4 separate regions of the Sus scrofa genome follow, and regions 2, 3 and 4 are each linked to region 1. Evidence: chromatin contacts called from public Hi-C and HiChIP or PLAC-seq data. All regions are on one chromosome and are shown on one strand. Each heading gives the region's core, a stretch centred on a gene start, on an enhancer-like site or on the middle of the called end of the contact. The rest is flanking DNA. Distances are from core to core; before and after follow the strand shown.

Region 1 (3,143 bases), core at 292-2,791:
AAATCCACCTCATCGGCTTTCCGCAAAGCACCCTCCTTGGCTGCCTTCCTGGCCAATCCTCGAGCCTTCTACCGGCCAGGGGCCCGTGGAGACCACTATGCGCGCAACTTGCTATGGTTTGACTTTGGCCTCCCCTTCCCTCCAGAGATGAGGACCAAAAGAGGGAATCCTCGCCCCCCCAGAGACCCCAAGGCCCCACAGCTGCGTGTCTTGCCTTCTGGTGCTGGCCCTCCAGCCCACACCCTGGATCCTAACGCTCTCTTCCATCCTGTTCCCACCCTTGCTGACGGTCACAGTAGGACATCCAGCCCTGCTTCTTCAGATTTGGGATCTTCATCCTTCATCCAGTGGAGTCTGGCCTGGCTGGACTCTGTCTTTGACTTGGTCTTGGTGGCTGAGTACTTCGATGAGTCACTGGTCCTGTTGGCAGATGCCCTGTGCTGGGGGCTAGATGACGTGGTGGGCTTCATGCACAACGCCCAGGCTGGAGGCAGGCAGAGTGGAAGTGCTGTCAGTGACGATGGGCTGACTGCTGAGGACAGGCAGCTGACTGCACGGGCCCGGGCCTGGAACAATCTAGACTGGGCTCTCTATGTCCACTTCAACCACAGTCTGTGGGAACGGATAAAGCAATACGGCCAGAGCCGGCTGGACAGTGCTGTGGCGGAGCTCCGGGCTCGCCGAGAGGCCCTGGCTAAACATTGTCTTGTGGGGGGTGAGGCTTTAGACCCCAAATACATCACAGACCGGCGGTTCCGCCCTTTCCAGTTTGGGTCAGGAAAGGTTCTGGGCTACGTGCTTCGGAGTGGACTGAGCCTCCAGGACCAGGAAGAGTGTGAGCGCCTGGCTACCCCTGAGCTACAGTACAAGGACAAGCTGGATGCCAAGCAGTTTCCCCCAACAGTCTCTCTGCCCCTTAAAAATTCAAGGCTATCCTCTCCCTAGGCATCAGACCACTACATCTTAAGCTGAAGAGCCGCCAAGCCACAGGGCACATGTGATGAGTGTGGGGCAGTCAAATGCCCTGTTTCCCTCAGAAAGCATATCTGCTCCCTAGAGGACCAGTGGAACTTTGCATGGACTGGTCTCCATGACCTACTGCCTGTGCAGAGGAATCCCAGTCCTACCAGTAACCTCCTCCCTCCCCCTTTCGGCCCCTTCCTCTTTCCAGCACGACCCCCACACACTGCAGTTCCAAGTAGCACTCTCAGAGGTGCCCTGGAGGAGCAAACCTTGGAGTATGTCAGAGAAAGCTTGGAACCCAAAGGACTGGAATAATGAGTCCATTTCTATATGAAATATTTGTTACTGGGCTATGCTCATTTCACCATGAAATGTTTGTTGAATGAATAAATAATTTGGAACTTCGACCTGCTCTATGTAGGGTGGAAAGGGAAGGGGATGGAGCATCTTCCTAAGAGAAACGGGATAGGAGGGGGTTCTTTTAACATTTTGGGGGGGGGGGTTAGGGCCGCAGGTACAACATGTGGAAGTTCCCCGGCTAGGGGTCGAATTGGAGCTGCAGCTGCCGGCCTACACCACAGCCACAGCAATGCCAGATCCCAATACACCGCAGCTGGCAAAGCCACATCCTTAACCCACTGAGCGGGCCCAGGGATGAAAACCGCATCCTCATGGATATAGTCGGGTTTGTTTCTCCTGAGCCACAAAGGGAACTCCTAGCAGTTCTTCTTTAAGAAGTCTGTTTGCAGTATCTCCTAAACCCTTCCTCCCGCAGCCTAACCCCAGCCGCACCCCGCCCCTCTCCTTCACGGTCCGGTCACCCACAAATTCCGGGGCCTCGGAGGCCACGCCCCTTCCCTTCCGCTTCCGGTTTCTCGCCAGTCATTCGGCCCTGCACCCCGGTTCCGGCCCCCGCGGGGTGTCGGTTCCGGGTTCGTTGTCCCGGTTCCCGGTCCCGGTCGGTTTCTCGGGCCGGCCCGGCCGCGCGCAGCACCCGTCGGGGGTCGGGGCTCCCCGGGCCCACCCCGTCGGCCCCCTCGGCCTCCTCCGGCCCCACCTCGCCCCTGGCCCGCGCTGTCCTCGCAGCCCATGGAGTCCCAGTGCGACTACTCGATGTACTTCCCCGCCGTGCCGCTGCCGCCCCGCGCCGAGCTGGCTGGCGACCCGGGCCGGTACCGGGCGCTGCCCCGGCGCAACCACCTCTACCTGGGGGAGACTGTCCGCTTCCTGCTGGTGCTGCGCTGCCGGGGCGGCGCGGGGTCCGGCGCTGGGGGCGGCCCGGGCTTGGGCTCGCGAGGGGCCTGGGCAGAACTGGCGACCGCCCTGGCCGCCCTGGCCTCAGTCAGCGCCGGAGGCGGGGCTCCTGGGGGCGGCGGCTCCGGAGATCAGGATCCCGAACCCCCGGGGGGCGGGGATCCCGGCGGTGGGGGGGTGTTTCGAGGCTGCAGCCCCCTCCTCACCCATGGCCCGGGCCCTGCTACCTCAGGGGGAGCGACCACGGTGAGGAGCTCGGGGTGACACGGCAGAGGGTGGAGGGGCGGTGTGCTGGGCTCCAAAGACCCGGAGGGGAGAGGGAAGCCCGTAGCGGGAAGAGAATGACGGATGAGGAGAGGGGAGGGCAAGAACCACGTACCGGGCAGATCTTAAAGGGGACGCTGGCGCCGCGGGCTGCCTCTGACTCTCCTGACCTCTTCACCTCTTTCACCACCCAGCTGCCTGTGGAGGAACCAATTGTGTCCACAGATGAGGTCATCTTCCCACTCACCGTTTCACTGGACAGACTGCCCCCAGGGACACCTAAGGCCAAGGTAATACTGGCAAGGGGTAGAGCTGTTTCCTTATTTCAGACAACTGGCCTGTGTCTCTCCTCTCGACTGTGGTCCTGTGTCCCCTGTGCTCAGATTGTAGTGACCGTGTGGAAGCGGGAGGTTGAGGCACCAGAGGTCAGAGATCAAGGCTACCTGCGCCTGCTGCAGACCCGATCTCCTGGGGAGACCTTCCGGGGCGAGCAGAGCGCTTTCAAGGCCCAAGGTGGGGAGGAGAGTGCAGAGAGGAAATGTGGGAGCCTGGAATTTGGGGGACAGTGGAGGGGAGCTACTGCCAAGTGCCCAATCCCGGGAGAAGAGGAAGATTAGAACTGTGGGATGGAGGTGAGGTGTGCCCAGTCCGCCATCCCTTGC
Region 2 (3,143 bases), core at 257-2,756, 230 kb before region 1:
GGATGTTCTGGATGGGGGGAGAGGCACTGGGAAGTACAAGTTAAGAGACTGGAGTGGTATTTAGGAGGTAGAATTGTTGTACCAGGTGGTTGGATGTGGTGAGGGGAGAGGGAGAGACGGAAGTACAAGCAGGCTGGAGCCATTTGCTCGGAGCGGAGCAGGCTTAGGGGAGAAAGTGATGAGTTTAGGGAAATGCGGCAGGATGAGTGAAGATGTTGGAAGGACATGTGCAGGGAGATGTCTAGGAGGCAGTGGGATATACAGGCCTGGAGGCCAGGAGAGAGCTCTGGGTTGGAGACAGAGGTCAAGGTGTCATTCTGTCCTTCATTTTAATACACTCCTCATGAAATCCTAGTGGGGACTCAAAGGTTCGTCAGACATGGTCCTTGCCTTCCAGGAGCTTGTATGCTGGTATTGAAAACAGATGAGTCTAGAGAACAAATAGCATATAAAATGTATAATATGCTGGTATTGAGAACAGATGAGTCTATAAAACAAATAGCATATAAAACAAATGGGGAGTTTCCATTGTGGCTCAGCAGGTTAAGAACCTGACACAGTGTCTGTGAGGATGCAGGTTCCATTCCTGGCCTTCCTCAGTGGGTTAAGGATCTGGCATTGCCACAAGCTGCGGCGTAGTTTTGCACATGTGGCTCAGATCAGGTGTTGCTGTGTCTGTACCGTAGGCCAGCAGCTGCAGCTCTGATTCAGCCCTTAGCCTGGGAACTTCCTTATGCTGTAGGTGCGGCCCTAATAAGAAAAAGACAAAAAAGAAAAACCTGATATGGACAAACACAAGAGCAGAGACAACCCGAGAAGGCCTCCTGGAGGAGGCAGTGCCCAAGCTAAGGCCTGACAGAGGAGGTGGAATTAGACAAGGCTTTGCTGTTTATCTGCAGGTGGTCCCACCAGCAGTTTCTCCCTAGACTGTGCTATTCACTTGCGCTCATCTTCTCTTTTTCACAGTCATCTGTGAGTTCTACCTCAGTTGCCTCCCAAATGAAGACTCGTTCCCCTTTGGAGTCTCGAGAGGCTGAGATGCTTCGGGAAGTGTACCTGGTGCTGTGGGCCATTCGGAAACAACTGCGGCAGCTGGCCCGCAGGCAGGAGAGGCGGCGTCGGCGCCACATCCGGGCCCACACCTGCCCCCAAACTGACCCAGTTCAGAGCCTGAAACAGGATGCCCGGAGTCCCCTCTAAGGTGGGAACCCCACATCCTCAGCCCTCACCTCACTCTTAGGTAAGGTTGATAGGAGAGGTTGGGGCAGCAGGCCACGGGTTGTGAGTGAGGAGAAGTTTTCATACTGTCACCTCTTATCAGGACCCCAAGGCCTGGCCTGGGGTCACACATATTCCCCTTCATTCCTTTTATTCAATTTGTAAAAAATTATCAAACTGTTGGGAAATAAATATCAGATATTTCTGAGTAGATGTAGAAGCGTGTTTGTGGTTGACCAGAGGCAAAGAGGGGAACTTGAGTGGGACAGGGAGAGTCACCTGAGAACAGGGAGGGTGGGGGGGCGCGGGGTTGGGCCCACAAGCCTTTTAGGAGCTGATTGCCTTTGGCAACTCTGCCCGGCCAGTAGCAATAGCTTCGGCGCCCATCCATCGAGGACACGCTGGGTACCAGATGCGGAGCCCACGCTCTCCCTGGAAATCCCACAAGTGAGACTGCTGCAGATGTTATGGGACTTGTCCAAGACCCCACAGCGAATGACACCTCGCAGGAAACTCCGCCTCCGCAGCCCACGGCCCTGCCTCTCTGGCGCTCCCCGGCTCGGCCAGGGCGAGGGTCAGTGCCCTGCGCCTGGGGTCGGCGGACAAACAGCGGGCCGTCTAGCCACGCCCCCACTGAGAGCTGCGGAAAACTACACTTCCCAGGGTTCCCCGCGGCGACGTGGCGCTGCCGGGGGCAGAGGGCCCGGGCTGGGGGCGGGGCCGCCGGGGTCGCAGTCGGAAGACTCGGGAGGGTGTCCGCCTGACGCCGCGGGAGCGAAGGCCGGGCGGGAGGCCTTGGCCTTCCGGAGGGAGGTAGAGGGGAAGGGGACAACACAAGGGAAGACCGAGGAGCCGCAAGTTCCCTCTACGGCTTAGCTCACCCGCTTACCCAGGCCACGCGGAGGCGCAGAGGTGGTTCGCCAAGGAAAAGCGTGGATATTTCGCCAGACGGCAAAATTCTGGGATGTCAGAGTTACAGGGCTTGGAGGTGGGGGAGAGCAAAGGTTGGCAGCAGGTCCCGAGCCTAGAGGGCAGCAGAGGCCCCGGGACCGAGGGAGGGACTGCTGTGTCGCTGGGTCTTGGTCCGGGAGAGGTCGGCCCTGAGGAGCAGGTGGTGGGCGTGAGCAAGGCTGGGGGCCAGAGAGGAACAGCAGGGACGGTTTGCAGATTCCCAGCACCCAGTTCACTAGAAGAGTCAGCAAATTCTCCTGCCGCCATCTCCCTCATCCGCAACTCTGGCAGGGTTGGGCTCCATTGCTGGGAATCTGGGTGGCCTCTCCCAAAAGACCGGAGTAGCAGTGGGCTACCCAGCCCTATGCCCTGCAGCTCTGCTACCCTGATCCTGTTAGCTGTGCACGGTGCCCCAACATTTACAGTCCTGGTAATATCGCTCACACTTATCAAACACCCACCGTGACTATTCTTATATCTTGTTCTAAGTAACTCTCACAATAGCTTTATGATGAAGTCTTATCACTTCCATTTTTTCGCGAGGAAAATTGAGGGACAGAACGGGGTATGTTTAAGGTCATGTAGCTTTTCATTCGTCCTATGAATGAGTCTGGCTCCCACAGGACATATTACAGGTACACACACGTAACATAGCAGGTGTTCCATACATGAACACGGTGACTTCGCCAGGAATGAGTGCTGAGTTTAGCCTGAAGCCAGGCAGGGCCTCAAAATATTGTAATACCGGGGGGCTCAAATCTGGGGCTTTCACTTACTGGTTATTCACCACCTGTCCATAAGTGCCAGGAACTTTTCTGGGGCTGAAAAGGTGGTACAGGGTCTGTGTCCCAGGAAGTTTGAGATTTAATGGGTCTTAGGGCTTTGGAGTAGTGCCTCTCTGTCTAAGATCCAGCATCAGCCCCTCCAAGTCCTTAGAGATGTGTTCCTCTTCCTACTGGGGACTTAGGGTTCCA
Region 3 (3,143 bases), core at 319-2,818, 160 kb after region 1:
TGCACCTGAGTGCCAGGGCCCATTTTTCTCCCGCTCATCCTCTGTCCTCCGCCCCAACGTGCAAACGGAAGTGTGTATACCTGCTTATGGACGTGGATATCAGAGGGGTCAGGCGGTCCCCCTGTGGTATACCAACCCAGAAACTCCAGCTCCTTGAACACCTGTTTAACTGAGGAGGAAAGGGCCAGAGCACAGAGTATTTTTTTTTTTTTTTTAAATATCGCTTCTTTAATTTGAAGCTCCTGGTGGATTTTAACCAGCTTCTCCCCATCCCATCCCGGCTCAGTTTAGAGTAAGTCATCTCTTCTATCTTCTCCTTACTTTGTGGGAAGTAACCAAATATGTTCTTTTTTTTTTTTTTTTTTGGTCTTTTTTCCATTTCTAGGGCCGCTCCCGCAGCACATGGAGGTTCCCAGGCTAGGGGTCCAATTGGAGCTGTGTCCGTCGGCCTACACCACAGCCACAGCAATGCAGGATCCGAGCTGCACCTGCGACCTACACCACTGTTCATGGCAACACTGGATCCTTAACCCATTGAACAAGGCCAGGGATCGAACCCGCAACCTCATGGTTCCTAGTCGGATTCGTTAACCACTGAGCCACGACGGGAACTCCCAAATATGTTCTTTTTTAAAGATCTCTACAGCTACCTTCTCGTCACTTGGCCTCCATTCTGCTCATCTCCTGTTTATTTTTTTCCCCCCAACCCTCTCCACCTTCCCTATTCTGATTTTCTTTCTTTTTTTAACTCCCACTCCTCTCCCCCACCTCTATTCCCCTCTCACACTGCTCCTCCTTGGTGTAATAATATTCCTTGTCAATGATAATCTTCTCTTCCACGGTGTGGGACAGCAGCTCAAAGGAGTTCATCACCTCGATATTTCGGCCCTCCTGCTTCCCGATCAGAGCCCCAATCACTGGAGGAGAGGACACAAGAGGTGAGGGTAAAGAATCCTGAAACTTAGTTAAATCAGTATAGCCTGAGGGTCTGAGGTCAAGTGAACCCAGTACTAGGGAAACGGGTGGTTTGCGGCGGAAGAATTGGCTTCAGCAAAGGAAAGGGAAGGACCACCGTTTGGGGGAGATGACCAGGAAAAGAAGGCCAGAGAATTACGCCGAACACTCACCCTGCATAGGCCGCCCCTCCTGGGAGCGCATGCGAATCCAATGGTCTGAGATGTTGAGAATGACGAGGGGGTGAAGGGCGACTGAAACACTGCCAGTCACTCCGGAGGCCATCACGCTGGGGACGACTAAGCAGTTGGAAGAGAGGGTGAGAGTCCGGGTCCCACGTTCCCCCCGGGAGATGGGAGGGGAAGCCAGCAGAGCCGGGCCATACATCCCTCCCGCAAGTTATCCCAGGGAACGCGCCGCTGACCCGCCCTCCCGACTTCCCCGGGAGTCCAGGAAGGCCTTGACGCGCCCCAAGGGCGTCTCCAGAAGCCGCTCCCTCCCGGTCGGTTACCTGCTGCATCCACCTCCATCCCGCTGCTCCCTCCGGTCCCGTTCGCCGCAGCCGCCGCCGCCATTTCCCCCGCGCCCGCCAGTGTCGGCCCCGCCCCCTCCCTGCCGGCTTCCGTAGGCAGCAGCGCATGCTCAGTGCGGCCGTGGCGCGCGCCTGCCCAGACCCGCGCAGGCAGCCCTGGGTCGGGGAGAGCCGGCAGGTCTTAGTAGCCCTCTCGCCTGCCTCTGACCTTGAACAACTTACTTAACCGCACCCTGATCGTCCTAAAGTATACTGGGATTAGACTGCCTACTTTGTAAGGCTGCTGCAGCATGAATGAAACTTCATGTTGTTGCCCTCAGAGTAAAAGCCACACTCCTAACCACCTGCAAGACCCTGTAAGATCAGACCCCTGCCCGCCAGCCAGCCCTGGCCTCTGCTTTTCTGCCCTTTGATCGCCGTGCTTCAGCCACATTGGCTCTCGTGTCTGTTCCTTGCACACGTCTCACTCATCCCCACCGAAGGGCGTTCTGTCGCCTTTATCACTGTAACACGTGATCAAAACTACCTGACATATGGGCACCTAAATGATTTCTTTTTCGGGCCGCATTCACAGCATGCAGGAGTACTCGCACCAGGGACGGAACTCACGCCACAGCTGTAATCAGAGCCACAAAAGTTCAAATCCCGCTGAGCCACAGGGGAACTCCATAAATGATTTTTGAGTGAATGAATGGTTTGCCAGTGGAGCCTGGTCCTGAGTGCCTTGGTCTACACATCCTTTCTTTCCTCCTTCCACCTCATTACCTACAGCACTGAGAACATCCCTGGCATTTTCTAACCCCTCCCAACTTCCCTCTACCCTCCGTCTCCGTTAGTCTTTCAAAACTCACTTCTGGGAGTTCCCGTTGTGGTCAGCAGGTTAAGAACCCAACTAGTATCAATGAGGATGTGGGTTCGATACCTGGACTTGCTCAGTGGGTTAAGGATACAACGTTGCCACAAGCTGCAACAGAGGTCACGGATTGGGCTCAGATCTGACATTGGCTGTGGCATAGGCCAGCAGCTGCAGCTCGGATTCGACCCCTTGCTTGGGAACTTCCATATGCCAAGGGTGCGGCCCTAAAAAGAAAAAACAAAAAACCACCTCCGGCAAACCTAGCCCACTCCAGCCCTCTCCCCACCCCTACACCCGAGCAAGTTGTGTACACTGCCTTTACCCTGTCTTGTCGCCCCTACAATTTGGCTGGTTCTTTAGGTGTGTCTGTAACACACCCAAGTGTTAGCTCCTAAAAAGCAGGTAGAGACCTGTACCTTTACCTGCGGAGCCTACTCTGCTGCCCAGAGATGTTTTCTGGTGATAATAGTGACTGGTGCGAATTAAGCTATCTCTCCATTTAAGAGCCTGCATAAAGGGAAATTAAACGACCAGCAACTCTCAAAGTAAAGGCCTGAGAAATCCTGCAGGGAGGGAGATCTCCTGGCCAAAGGGAAGTTAAGAAAGCGTTCCTCTCCAAAGCAACAAGCAAACACAAAAAACAAAGGAAAGAATAAAGAAAGAGGAGCTCTCATTCTAATCCCCAACGAGTGAAAAAACTCCCAGGCAACTGAGAGGGTTATGGAAGAACCTCACTTCTCTATATACGGCTCACTTCTCTTAGGAAAAATAAGGTCAGAAATATGTGTCTCTTTTAAATAA
Region 4 (3,143 bases), core at 199-2,698, 140 kb after region 1:
TTCCAAAGGAGGTGACATTTAAAATGGGTCTTAAAGAATGAAATTCAGAAGGAAGAGGATCATTCCAGGCTAAGGAAAAAAAAAAGAAAAAGAAAAACGTGCAAAGCACAGACGTGCAAAAGGATGAGGCAGTCTCAGTTGCACTGAGAAGTTTAAGATGGCTGAAACATGGGCACTTTGGGGATGGGAGGTGGGGTGTGGAAATGTAAGAGAGATGGAGGCCAGACAACAAAGAGACTTGGATGTTATGGCCAAGACTTTGGCTGTAATCTAATCACAGCAGGAGGCCTGAAGAGGTGTTAAAGCAAAGACCACAATTAAGACTATGTTTAGAAAAACTGACAGGTGTAAGAGGGTATGAATGGAGACACAAATGAAAGGAGAGGAGAGATTAGGACTAAGTAGTGAGGAACACTGATATTGAAGTGCAGTGTGCAGTGAGGCAAAGGGGAAAAGAATTCAGGAAGAAATTAAAGCCAGGAAGGCAACAAACTAAGAAACCAGGGCACTCGATGGTCCAGATCTGAAATGTCTTCTCCCAGCTAGGCCCCAAAAGTGATGCAGCCACAGAAGATGTTGCTCACTGTAAAATCCATTCAGCGCACACCCTCTTCAAAGCCTTACAATTATGGGGAACCTCTCCCAGCTGTGTGGCCTCTTCTTTCTTTTATGAGCTTCAAGGGCTGATTTACTCACTCCTATATCCTCTCAGGAGAGCATGAGGCCTGTAATTTGGGACAGTCTCTGCCAGGGTGGAGCAGAGGATGTCCACAAGGTATTGAGCCTGACACCCCATTCCTGCAGGCTCCCCAGATTTAGGTCTGGTGGCATACGGAAAACACATACACACACACTCATACAGACACACATTGAAGATGCTCAGTAGAGTGGGCGGTCCTGGACCGATAGTCTCTGAACTACAATTCCCACAAACCATTGGGACCCAAACCAGCAAGAACAAGCAGGCTCCCTCTGAATTTCTCATGGGAATTGTAGTACCATAGTTTGGGAGGAGCGCTATGCATTCTTTCCCTTGACCCCATTCGAATTCCATCAGGCTCCACAAGCATCTCCCTCGGGTCCTTAAGGAGGTCGAGTGACCCACCCATCATAGTCCATTTGGTCTGGCCCAGACGAAGGAAGTGGGGCAGAGAGATGCGAATAGGGGCTACTCCCTTTAGATACCTTCGCATTTGCTGGGCAAGCGTTCTGTGTCATCGTCTTCCTCCTTCATTGTCCCAGCGCAAGCACCGTACATAGTCAAAATGAAAAGCAACATTCCCAACGGCACAGGTCCCATGATCAAGGGTCGTCCACAACCAACCACCCCCTTGCCTTCAAAGCAACTCCGGACAGGCAGCGGGCCCTTTAAATCCCGAAGGTGTCTGCTGCAGCATTAATCCAACGCAAGGCAGGAGGCGCACGCGCAGTGCCGACCCCATAGCGGGCGGGGCCTCGTTGCGCTCCGGGCTTCCCCGCCTAGGTTTTGTGGCGCCTCCCGAAGGTCCTGGCCGCCGGATAGTGAAGGAATAAACTGAAGTAATTACATCAAGAGGGTGTGCTCCTTACACGTAGGCACAGAGACACCATTTTTATATTGTTTCAGGCCGTGAGCCCAGAGGGCTTATTCCGGCTTGGGGAAGGGGCCGTAATCTGTTCTCGGTCGCTGCCAGGACCTGCGCCCGGAGGGGGCGGGGCCAACATGGCGCCGAGCGCCGGGTGAGCGGCGCTTTGGCGGCGGTGAGAGGCTTTTCCTGCGCGGGGAGCTCGGCTGGCGGGGGCGGGTCTGAGTGGTACCCGGGATTAGGCCCTTTGAAGGGCCCGAGTGGGGACTGCAGGAGGACGGTTGGTTGTGTGTCCTTGCGCTTTGGGACTCTGTGTGTGTGCACTGGAGGGATGTTGGGGGGATGAGGGGGGCTCTCTACGCCTTCTTTCGCGCTGTCCCCGTTGCCCGGGGACCTTCGAACCGCTTCCCTGTTGGGGAGACTGCCACATGGATCTAGGTCAAGTTAACCCTCAGTGAAGCCTTCCTGCCGACTCCACTGGCCTGAGGTTTCTTAAGGCCGTAGCGTGTTTTGTGAGCCTTTACTGGCAGAGGGTACCGCAGGGTATTGCAGGATTAATGGGAGTTCGCCAGGGAACTGGGACACCATCGCCTCCTATATACCCGGCTCCAGACACAGAGTATGTGTTGAATAAGTGTGTTCCCTGCAGATAAGGCTTGTAAAAGGGGGGAGGAGACTTGGGATAGTTTGAGAACTAAATTGTCTTTCACCTTCATCTTCCCGCCCCCTCCAGTAGGCCCACACCCGCCCCCCACCTACACCCCACAGTGAGTCCTAAACACTTTTGACATTAGCTTTCCTAATGCCAACTTCAAGCGAGCCACTTTCCTTTTGGCCACAAAAGTAGATTCCGAGCTTGGACCTATGTCTTGTTGATTCGATAATAGTGGTACCGAGTATTTATTGAGCACGTACATGTTTAAGTATTACAACTCATTCATTTATTCAACAAATGTTTATTACTGAGTATCTAGTGTGTCTCAGGCTCCATTCTAGGGTCTCAGAATACATCAGTGAACATAACACCGAACATCTCTGTGGACACGGTGAGGAAAAGGGAGATGTAGTCATAAGAAGTAATACAATGTGTACTAGCAGATATTAAATTCCATGGGAATTTTTTTAAAGCAGAGTGGAGGTGGGGTGCAGTAGTGAATAGGGTGATAGAAATCAGCAGCCAGGGACATCTGGGGAAGAGCATTCCAAGCAGAGGGAACAGAGCAAAGGCCATCACAGCAAGGAGGACAGTGGGGCTGGATCAGTGTGAAAGGAAGGAAAGGAGGTCAGAGATGTGATGGGGGGAGAGCAGATCACCAAGGACCTTGTAGATGGTAACGAGGATTTGGGATTTACTCTGGCACATTGGGAGCCATTATAGGGTTTTGAGCAGAGAAATGACCCAATCTGACTTATATTTTTACAGAATCACTCTGGCTGCTATGTTGGGCATAGATAGAGGGAGTAAGAATGGAAGAAGACCTTGTCAGGAGGCTAGTGAAGTTCCCTGGGAAACAGATGAGAGTGACCTGGCCATGCAGTGGGAATGGAGAGATCAGGCTGGATCACCTGATGGATTTG

Evidence for each region. Hi-C and Micro-C count contacts between places; a contact is called where the count stands out from the background. HiChIP or PLAC-seq counts read pairs in DNA pulled down with a chosen protein or histone mark.
Region 2: an H3K27ac HiChIP or PLAC-seq map of alveolar macrophages shows a contact between it and region 1. The contact joins the promoter of LOC110259879 here to the promoter of C3H7orf43 in region 1. A contact is called at or near these places in 1 of 47 Hi-C or Micro-C datasets (liver) and 1 of 2 datasets of contacts at active chromatin or transcription factors (alveolar macrophages).
Region 3: an H3K27ac HiChIP or PLAC-seq map of alveolar macrophages shows a contact between it and region 1. The contact joins the promoter of COPS6 here to the promoter of C3H7orf43 in region 1. A contact is called at or near these places in 1 of 47 Hi-C or Micro-C datasets (undifferentiated spermatogonia) and 1 of 2 datasets of contacts at active chromatin or transcription factors (alveolar macrophages).
Region 4: a contact with region 1 is called in a Hi-C map of alveolar macrophages, with 2.2 times the contacts expected there. The contact joins the promoter of TAF6 here to the promoter of C3H7orf43 in region 1. A contact is called at or near these places in 3 of 5 promoter capture datasets (fetal liver, fetal skeletal muscle and liver), 10 of 47 Hi-C or Micro-C datasets (alveolar macrophages, blood, embryonic fibroblasts and 5 more) and 2 of 2 datasets of contacts at active chromatin or transcription factors (alveolar macrophages and skeletal muscle).

Annotation. Positions count from the first base shown.
Region 1 is chr3:8,161,136-8,164,278 of Sscrofa11.1, reverse strand. It overlaps C3H7orf43, which reads left to right and starts at 1,541. Exons shown (of 10, transcript XM_013995411.2): 1 at 1,541-2,463; 2 at 2,676-2,771; 3 at 2,865-2,994. The coding sequence starts at 2,053. LAMTOR4 (ragulator complex protein LAMTOR4) reads right to left here. Exons shown (of 8, transcript XM_013995418.2): 5 at 2,597-2,679. It overlaps GAL3ST4 (galactose-3-O-sulfotransferase 4), which reads left to right. Exons shown (of 5, transcript XM_013995412.2): 5 at 1-1,370. The coding sequence ends at 945.
Region 2 is chr3:8,389,231-8,392,373 of Sscrofa11.1, reverse strand. LOC110259879 reads left to right here and starts at 1,506. Exons shown (of 2, transcript XM_021086226.1): 1 at 1,506-2,031. The coding sequence starts at 1,681. It overlaps LOC100514038 (TSC22 domain family protein 4), which reads left to right. Exons shown (of 6, transcript XM_013995454.2): 6 at 967-1,429. The coding sequence ends at 1,200.
Region 3 is chr3:8,001,127-8,004,269 of Sscrofa11.1, reverse strand. COPS6 (COP9 constitutive photomorphogenic homolog subunit 6 (Arabidopsis)) reads right to left here and starts at 1,568. Exons shown (of 10, transcript NM_001105299.1): 1 at 1,466-1,568; 2 at 1,128-1,253; 3 at 786-917; 4 at 81-169. The coding sequence starts at 1,529.
Region 4 is chr3:8,025,287-8,028,429 of Sscrofa11.1, reverse strand. TAF6 (transcription initiation factor TFIID subunit 6) reads left to right here and starts at 1,448. Exons shown (of 15, transcript XM_021086197.1): 1 at 1,448-1,740. It overlaps CNPY4 (protein canopy homolog 4), which reads right to left and starts at 1,433. Exons shown (of 6, transcript XM_021086210.1): 1 at 1,186-1,433. The coding sequence starts at 1,300.